Regions from separate parts of the Mus musculus genome. Here region 2 is linked to region 1. Evidence: chromatin contacts called from public Micro-C data. All regions are on one chromosome and are shown on one strand. Each heading gives the region's core, a stretch centred on a gene start, on an enhancer-like site or on the middle of the called end of the contact. The rest is flanking DNA. Distances are from core to core; before and after follow the strand shown. Region 1 holds the start of Sh2b3 (SH2B adaptor protein 3). Region 2 holds the start of Erp29 (endoplasmic reticulum protein 29).

Region 1 (4,297 bases), core at 885-3,384:
TCACCGCAGGGTCCCGCCTCAGAGTCCTTTGCCCTCGGAATGAGAAACACAAATAAACAGAAGGCTCTGACGTCGCAGGGCTTTCAGGGAACCCGGACTGGGGCGGGCCCCGCCGGGGCGAGAAGAAACTGAGCGCGAGGAAGGAAACGGGTTTGGGCCTCGGAGAAATCTGGCAGGCAGGGCTGGCCTGTGATTAAAAAGAGGAAGAACCACAAGTCTCCATTTAACTCAGCAGAGCTGCAGTCGGCTACGAGAGGGAAAGTGCTTGCGGCTGGCAGATTGCAGCCACCATTTGGCAAGGACTGCCAATACCTGATGCTCCGCGCGCGCGCGCCTCCTGGCCCCGGCGAGGCTGCAGGTACCCGGCAGTCGCCCCAGGTGTCGTAGGGAGCGTGCTACGGGCTAACCAAGCTAGTCTCCACCGCAGCCCTCCTTAGGTGCTGCGTCCCCGAATGGGGACACCTACACCAGCCTCTGTGGCAGAGCTCATCTGGGCCTGCTCTTTCTCGCGATTCTTCATAGCTCCCCAGTGCCCTCAGGAAGGACCCTCCCTTCCCTGAGAAAAACAAACAAAAAACAAACCAAACCTGACTCTGCACCTAGACCTCTAAAATAGCACGTGTTCCTTCGTTGTAGGTGGGGCCATTGCTACTTTTCTAACAAGGCACTTTAGAGCCTCTGCATTTGGCGCTGCATTGACTGGGATTGCCTTCCCCCCTCATCATGTGGGAGATCGCAGCTTAAATATTACTCAAAGATTTCTCTTCCTGTGTCCCAAAGACAACTCCACAACGGAGCTGTCACCGATGCTGTCTCCCAACCAGAGTGGCGCCCCCACGAGGGAATCACTAACTGATGTCCACAAACACCTTATAGTGCCTAAGACATTGCCTTGGCTCGTTTTTTGGGGGTGGGTGGGTGGGGGCTTCTTCCAAGCCATTTTGCTACCAGGCTCCAGCTTGCTGCCGTCCGATTGTAGTGGAAATCCCCACCTACGGGGGAGTCCCTTCTTCGGGCTCCAACAGCAGGCCCGGGGACTGAATTCAGCCCGGTTGGTTAGGCTGCTCTAATGTGAGCAACTCACTTCTTCCAGTCCCTGAGTGGGCTGGAGACACGTGTTATTTCCATTTCATAGATGAAAAAACTGAGTTGGAGGGGGTCAAATATTTGGTCCCACGCAGCAAGGGGAAGGCTCCAGGGAGCCAGCGGCTCGTGGGAGCCTGTCGTCTGGGAAGGCTTGCAGTGGCCCCTCCAAGCTGGGGGCGTGGGCGGCCTGCTTCCTGTTGGGGGAGGGGGAGGGGACAGGCATTCCTCTTTCCCCTCCCTCCGTAGAGTCGCGGGGAAGACTGGCGTGCAGTGAGTGACTCCACTTCAGAACAGGGGCACCCCACTGTTAGCCAATGTGGCGATAGAGAAAAGGTAAAGGGCTAAGGGGCGCGCAGGCGTGGACGTTCAAAGGGCTCGGCTGCCTGGGATGCGAAGGAGCTCTTGGAGAAAGTTTCATCAAGCTAGAGAATGCGGCCGGGCGGCCAGGTAGAGAACAGCCTACTCGGCCCGTTCCGGGACTCCGAGGACCTTAGGAGGGGAGCGGACTTCAAATGGATGGCGCCGCGGAGGCAGGACGGCTCGGCGGAGTCATGGATAGTGGGGCCAGGGTGGGGCTGGCCCCTTCCCCTGGAGGTGATGAAAACCGCGGTCGCAGTTGCTAGACCCGGCCGGGCAAGCTCAGATAAGGTTGGGCTTGGAGGGAGTCCGCAGGGGCGCGCCCCTAGGAGGTCCCGAAGGTCGGGGCAGCCACGCCCATCGCGCGCCTAGCCCCGCCCCACCCCTTCTAGGGGCCCCGCCTTGCCGAGGCACGCGGTGACTGGCCAGCGCGAGAGGGGCGGGACCGAGCACGCTCCTCCCCTTCGAGATTCTTTATTTTATTATTATTTTTTTTCCCTTCTTTAGGGGGCGCGACGCAACTTGGGTGCAGAGAGCGCGCCTTATGGGGGCGGAGCTTGTCGCTATGCTACCTCCCACCGGGCAGCGGGCGGAGGCGCGAGAGGAGGGCGGGGCCGGGATAGGCTCCGCCCCCGGCCTCCGCAGGCGGCCCCGGGGCGTGGCTCTCTGTGGCCACGCCCCCAGGCCGCCCTCCGCCGCCGCGCGCGGCTCGCGGCTGGTTCCTCTTTACATAACGGCGTGGGGCGGCATGGGCTCGGGCCGTCGCCTCCGCCTGGCCGCTCTCCAGCCCAGACTGTCACGGGCCACACGGGGTCCACATCGGCGGCGGCAGCAGCAGCAGCGTCCTGGGGACGGCCCGAGGCCGCGTCCCCCGGCTGCTGTCAGGAGCTGGCGGCGGAAATGAGGCGCTGGCCGTTTTCCGAGCCGGGGTTTCCTGCCTGAGCGCCGAGAGGCCGTGCGACGCCATGGGCCGGCCGGGCCCCGACCCGCAGCTTGCGCGGTAAGCGCGGCCCGCCGAGCGTGTTGGAGGAACTGGGCCGGGCGGCCGTCCCCGGGTCCCGCTTCTGTTTTCTGGCGTTTCCTCATTCTGTTTCTCTTCCCCAATCCCAGACCGCAGTGATGTGGGCGCGGAGGTCAGTGCTTTCAGCTGGGGCCTCCGGAGAGGAGCCTGGCGGGGCGCCGCGGGAGGAACCGAGAGCTGTCCCGGCACACAGCGTGCTTGGGCCCCTGCCGGGGGGGGGGGTGTGCTGGCGGTGAGGGTGGGAGGGGGGGACACGTGTGTCACTAGTGCCCCGGTGATCAACCAAGGATGATATGCGGAGTCCTAAAGGTGAAATCAGCCAGAGATGGGGGAAGGGGGTGGGACAGGCCATGACAGGCCAGGGCCCGCTGGGGGAAGTTGAGGTTATAAGAGTTTTATGCTCTTAGGACACTTTCTGAACCTTGTTCCCCAGGCCTCCTCTGGGAGGAAACGCCATCTGAGCCAGGAGGGGTGAATACATTCTGGAACTTGTGCAGTCCCAATGGGTGGTCAGCTGGGAAGGGGCTGGCCCGCAGCAGCGGCAGCAGCTGTGGTTTGGGGATCTCAAGGGCTGGGCAGTGACAAGAGAGGAAACCGAGGGTCCTAGAGGCAGAACTTGTGTTCTTTCTCCTCTGCTCTCCAAGATGAGGGTCGCGACCTCAGTTTCCCCGCTGTTCAGTGAGTGAGAAGAGATTTGTGGTGCAGTTACAATGAGGTGGAGTTTTAATGAATGCTGTGTGGAAGGCACCTGCGTCCGGCTGGGAGAAGGGCTCAGTTACAGGCCGTTGGGAGAAGACCTCAGTTACAGGCCGTTGGTTTTCAGACTGTCCAGTTTTATTGACCCTGGCCCTGGGACCGTCCTCGGCTCTCTCCTGAGCATAGCTGCTCTGGGGTTTCCCGAGTCTGTGGGCAGGGAACTCTGAAGGACCCTGGGCAGGGTCAGATGACAAACCCCTTCCTGGCCTGGGTTCCCTCAGTTGACACCTAACTTGTGAGGGCCACCAGAGCACAGGATGGCTTGATCAGGAGGGCAGGCAGTCATGACAAGGGTGTTATCTGTTTTGTTGAGGTCATTTGCTGCTCCTCTTCCTTCCTGACTCTCTGGCACCAAATGTCACCCAGTGCCTGGTCCTCATCGTTCAAAATGTTCTTAGAGAAGTGACGGTCCTTTCCTTTGAGTAGCTGGGCTGTGCCATCAGCTTGTGTGCCTCAGGCTGTCTAGGCTAGTTGGGCCACCATCTGGTTTCTCCCACTTCTGCGATAGAGCTGAAGGTGCTTGGGAGCCCCTTCCGGCTGCCTGGGCCTGTATCACACCCTTTCCAGAGCAGGTCTCTGGGGGTCCAGCCCACATTGTGAGGCTAGTCAGCTGCTGAATGTCCCATTGCTGTGACTCTTTGGGTGGGCACTTCTGTGAGGCAATGAAAAAGTCATCAAGAGCGGGAAGGGTTTTAACTGCTGGCACGAGGAGATGGGACAGATAGTACTGTTAAAACTAAAACGAGAGGTCTTTCCTTTCAAGTCCTCATTTCTCCCTGGAGCAGCACTTGTGTGGAGACTAATCCAGACTCTGCTAGCTTCAGGGGTGAGGCCCTGGGCAAGTTACCTGACATCTCTTGGGACCTGCCCAGTGTCAGCCAAGTCTTGTGCCTCTCTAGGTGGTTGTGCACTATGTAGGAGCCCAACAAGGAGAAGACATTTGAAGCAGGTAGGCAGTAACTGGCCTGACTCTGAGATCTTAGGCTTGGGTTGTGCTGTCTCAGAGTTACAGGTGTTCTTGGAAGTCTGAAGTGGAGGTGCTGAAGGACAGAGTCGGGGAGAGGCATGCAGTATTGG
Region 2 (4,297 bases), core at 519-3,018, 380 kb after region 1:
TTTAATACTTACTGGGTGGATAGCAGTCTGGATACCACACACACAAGTCAAAAAGAAGGACCTACATAGCCGTGTCACACTGCGGCAGAATGACCAGTGGTGCATCATACTTGCACAGTCTGTGCTAGATGTCAAGGTCAGTACGGCCAGTCAAATGCAGGGCACCTAGCTGTCTATTAGAGGGGTGGTCATAAGGCAGCAGCTGTAATAAGCTGTGCTTTTTATAGAAGGGCTGCTCCTAGGGATGATGGAGGAGGAAGTTTATTGTAGCTAAAAAAGGAAGACCACAGTCCGGAGTGAACATGACCATGAGCCATGTGGAGAGAGGGGGAAGGGAGGAGAGAGGGGAGGAGAGTCCCAGTTAAGAGGGGCAGCCTGGGCCAAGACACTGACCAAGAGACTGCCATAGCTTAAATGGCTGGATTATTATAGGGAAAGGCGGCTGGAGGAAGGGCAGCCCAGCCCTTGGACTGGAGAAGTTTAGGGTAGGGAGCAGGGCATGCCTGTCATACCCTGAGGGATTCTGGGAGAACCTCATGGCCAGGTCCACTTTGATGTTAGTCACCACAGCCGTTTGTCTCACCTAGGGTTTGAGATTTAACAGTAATAAAAAAAAGAGGGAAAAAAAAAGCACAACATGGTCTAGCTTTTTCATGATTCTACAGGTGTGTGTGTGTGTGTGTGTGCACGCGAATGTAGATTTGTATACATGGATAGGCCACTGACCAACCTATCTTCATTCATCATTCGCTCTTTTTCCTTCCCCCCGCCCCCCCAATTTGGGCATCCTCCTTGCCTCCCCAGTACTGGCAAGTAGTCCACACCCAGCCTGTTTTGTGTCTGTCTTTCGAAGACCCTTGTTGACTTTGAATAGCCTAGAACTCACTCTGTAGACCAGGCTGGCCTTGAACTCAGGTTCGCCACCCTTGGCCTTTGGAGTGGTGTGATTAAAGTTGTGCTTTCCCCCTTGGGTGCTAAGGACGGAACTTAGATGTGGAAGGTACTAGTTCCAGGAACACAGTATATGGATGAGGTTTGGCTTCCAACTCAGAGACCAGCCTGCCAGTTTTCCCAGCTAGCACTGGGATTGAATGTCCTGTGCTGGCTCACACAGCCTGCTGGCCACGATCCCTCTGTCGTCTCCAATAAGGAATTCCTTCGAGCCTTTATCCCTGTGCTGAAGACAATCAGAACGTACCATAAGCTAGTCCTTGAAAACGGGACAGCCCAGCCTGGTCTTGTCACCCCCCTGCCTCGTGCTGAAATTAGGCCTGTGCCACCCACCAACACTTGACCAAAAAGCACGAAGGCGAATAGGCCTTTTCCCCAACCTCCTGCGACATGGGAGGCCACATTGCCTAAGTGTCCCCGCGGGCCTGACCAGAGCTGCAACCGGGGGTCTACAAGGGCAGGACAGCGACTACCAGTGACAAACAGCTGACTAACCGAGGGAGGCGGCGGGTCTCTTGAGACCGCAGGACCGCCCAGCGCAGGGAAGGAAGGGACGCCGCCACGTCTTCTTCCGAGGCGAGAGAGAGGGCAACGAGGGGAAGGGTCGAAGCGGCGCCTCCCGCGAGAACGCAGCGGAACACGGCCTAGCCGAGTGTCGCCAAGTGCGCGTGCGCGTGCGCGTGCGCGTGCGCGGCAGGCCCGTCCCGTCCCGCGACCCCGCCCGCTCGCCGCTCCGCCTACGACGCATGCGCAGCCGCTCCCTCTCTCTGCCCCGCCCCTCCGCGGCCCCTCCCTTCCACCCCGGAGGCGGCCGGAGCATCTCGCTCTGGCGGTGGCCGCTTGCGTTCATGCGCGCCGCCGGCAGGACGGCCCTCCCCGTGACGTGACCGCCCACTCGGAGCGCTCCGCCTGTAGCTTGCCTGTCTCTCCCGCTCCCACCATCCGGCGTGATGGCCGCCGCCGCCGGGGTGTCTGGCGCTGCTTCTCTCTCCCCACTGCTGTCCGTGCTCCTGGGCCTGCTGCTCCTCTTTGCTCCGCACGGCGGCAGCGGCCTACACACGAAGGGTGCCCTTCCCTTGGACACAGTCACTTTCTACAAGGTAATGAGGGCGGCGGGCGACGGGGATCGTGCGCAGGTGCAGATAGACGCCCGTGGCAGCGCGAGCCCACGGGGACGTTGGGCCCGGAGGGGTGGCAGCAGCAGGCAGTCCTTGGGGACCATCCCTACACGCCCCACCATCCTATAGGCCCAGTGTCGACAGAGCAGGGGCGCACCCTGACCACCCGGCATCCTTGCAACCCCGGTACTCGCTACATCTGTTTTTTTACAAAAAGCTACCAAAGCGCAGTCAAAGGGAACCAAGTGTCCCTTTTCCTTTATCAACTGGGGAAAAAGACAATGATAGGAAAGATCCAATCCACGAGTCACAAGTGGAAGACCGGAGGGCGGGGCGAGGTCTACGCTCCTAGGCTCTCGGATGGGGTGGAGATGGCCGAGAGAACTGGGTTAGCATGCCAGTCTGCTCCTCGGAGGATGGATTGTAGCGTTCTTGGCCATGTGCAAACCGGGTTCAGACCGCACACGGCCCCCCTACAAAGTGCAAGGGTTAAAAAGATTGCAGGGCTCCCACCTGTAGAGAGCATCTTGGGGGAGTGGAGTACGAAATGAACAAAACCCGGTCAAGGCATGTAAGAAACTACACTACCCTCAGCAATTTTATTTATTTTAAAACAAAAATTGGTTTCGAAGACTGAGCAAATGGACGGTGGAAATGTTGCAGGCTGAGTGCAGTGGCCTCTGGACTCAGTTCTTCGTGCATGTCTCTAGTTACCAGAATCTTCTTAGTTCCTCTATTGGGCTTAGCGCGGAGAGACTTGGTCATTTTCTTATTGTGTCAGAATGAGGAACTGAGAACGCAGAAGGGGACTCTAAAGGCGCCTGTGTTGAGGGGTTGGACAGGGCTGTTTTGGAAAGGGTTGCTGTTAGGAACCCCCCCCCCCACACACGTGTAACCCATTCAAGTTTGTATTTTTTTTTAATTAAAAAAAATTAAGCATCTTATTAGTCATCCATCCAACCTATATAGCAACCTAGTAATACCACAGTCCAAGTGTGAATAAAAAGGACATTTTGCACCATGGGTTTAGTCAGTTGCTGCTTCTCCATCTTTTTTTTTTAAAGATTTATTTATTATATGTAAGTACACTGTAGCTGTCTTCAGACACTTCAGAAGAGGGCATCAGATTTTGTTACGGATGGTTGTGAGCCACTGTTTGGTTGCTGGGATTTGAACTCAGGACCTTCAGAAGAGCAGTTGGCACTCTTAACCACTGAGCCTTCTCACCAGCTCCCTGCTTCTCCATCTTTAAGGATCTGCCCTGAGGGTGTCATCTCCCTCCCCCCCTTAACCCCACAGGCCACCAGGCAGCACCATGAGATTCTACTTAATATAGTAGCAAGCAAGGAACGACCCTTATTCCATCTCATTTCCTAGTCATTTGCCCCCTTTTCCAATCGTCTCCAGGCAACACAAGCCTTCTCTCTGACTGCCCCTAGCTCACAGCTGTTAGTCCATCCGCAGTGGCCGTTCCTTGTGACTGGAACATTCTTTGCCATCTTTGGAATAGGTTACTTCTCGTGGCTCTGTCTTAGGTTAAATGTTAACTTCTCTTGTCCCCTCGCTTTCTCAGTTGCCCAGATTGACCTGTTGGTACCCGTGAGGGCACTCCTTGCCGTTTTCAGCTTCTCATTCATATTTCATAGACGATGACATGTTTATGAAGTACCTGATATGATTTTTATTTTTTTGTTTTTGTTTTTGTTTTTTTTTTTAAACAGGGCTTTTCTTTGTAACTTTGGCTGTCCTGGAACTAGCTCTGTAGAGCAGACGGGCCTCGAACTCAGAGAGATCTGCCTGCCTCTGCCACTCTCCCTAGTGCTGGGTTTGAAGGCGTGTGCCACCAATGCCCTGAAGTACCTGATGTATTTTTCTGACTCTCTACACAGCATACCAGATGAGTTGCGTTCCCATGAGTGAACAGGTGTCTTAACAGGTATAGGGGGGGTCCTAACAGCAACCCTTTCCAAAACAGCCCTGTCCAACCCCTCAACACAGGCGCCTTTAGAGTCCCCTTCTGTGTTCTCAGTTCCTCATTCTGACTGTTCTCTTAAAAGACAAAGGGCGCCTCCTGGTGTTTTGTCCAGGAATCTTGTTACATGCCTCGCCTTTCAGTGATCTCCAACTTAAAAAAGAAAACTATTTCCTCATGGCTCTTTCCGACCATCACTAGAAGGCTCCATCAGAGAGGCCCAGTGTTGGTCACTGCTGTGTCCATTTAGAATGGT

What was found. A called contact is a pair of places that touch in the nucleus more often than the background predicts.
Region 2: a contact with region 1 is called in a Micro-C map of embryonic stem cells, with 3 times the contacts expected there. The contact joins the promoter of Erp29 here to the promoter of Sh2b3 in region 1. A contact is called at or near these places in 1 of 39 promoter capture datasets (pre-B cells), 3 of 484 Hi-C or Micro-C datasets (embryonic stem cells and myocytes), 3 of 115 datasets of contacts at active chromatin or transcription factors (extraembryonic endoderm stem cells, memory CD8 T cells and pancreatic cancer cells) and 1 of 9 other capture datasets (pancreatic islet).

Annotation. Positions count from the first base shown.
Region 1 is chr5:121,834,696-121,838,992 of GRCm38.p6, reverse strand. Sh2b3 (SH2B adaptor protein 3) reads left to right here and starts at 2,134. Exons shown (of 8, transcript NM_008507.4): 1 at 2,134-2,443. Gm32422 (a long non-coding RNA gene) reads right to left here and starts at 832. Exons shown (of 2, transcript XR_387683.2): 1 at 313-832; 2 at 1-187.
Region 2 is chr5:121,449,945-121,454,241 of GRCm38.p6, reverse strand. Erp29 (endoplasmic reticulum protein 29) reads left to right here and starts at 1,768. Exons shown (of 3, transcript NM_026129.2): 1 at 1,768-2,051. The coding sequence starts at 1,902. It also overlaps a transcript of Tmem116 not described here.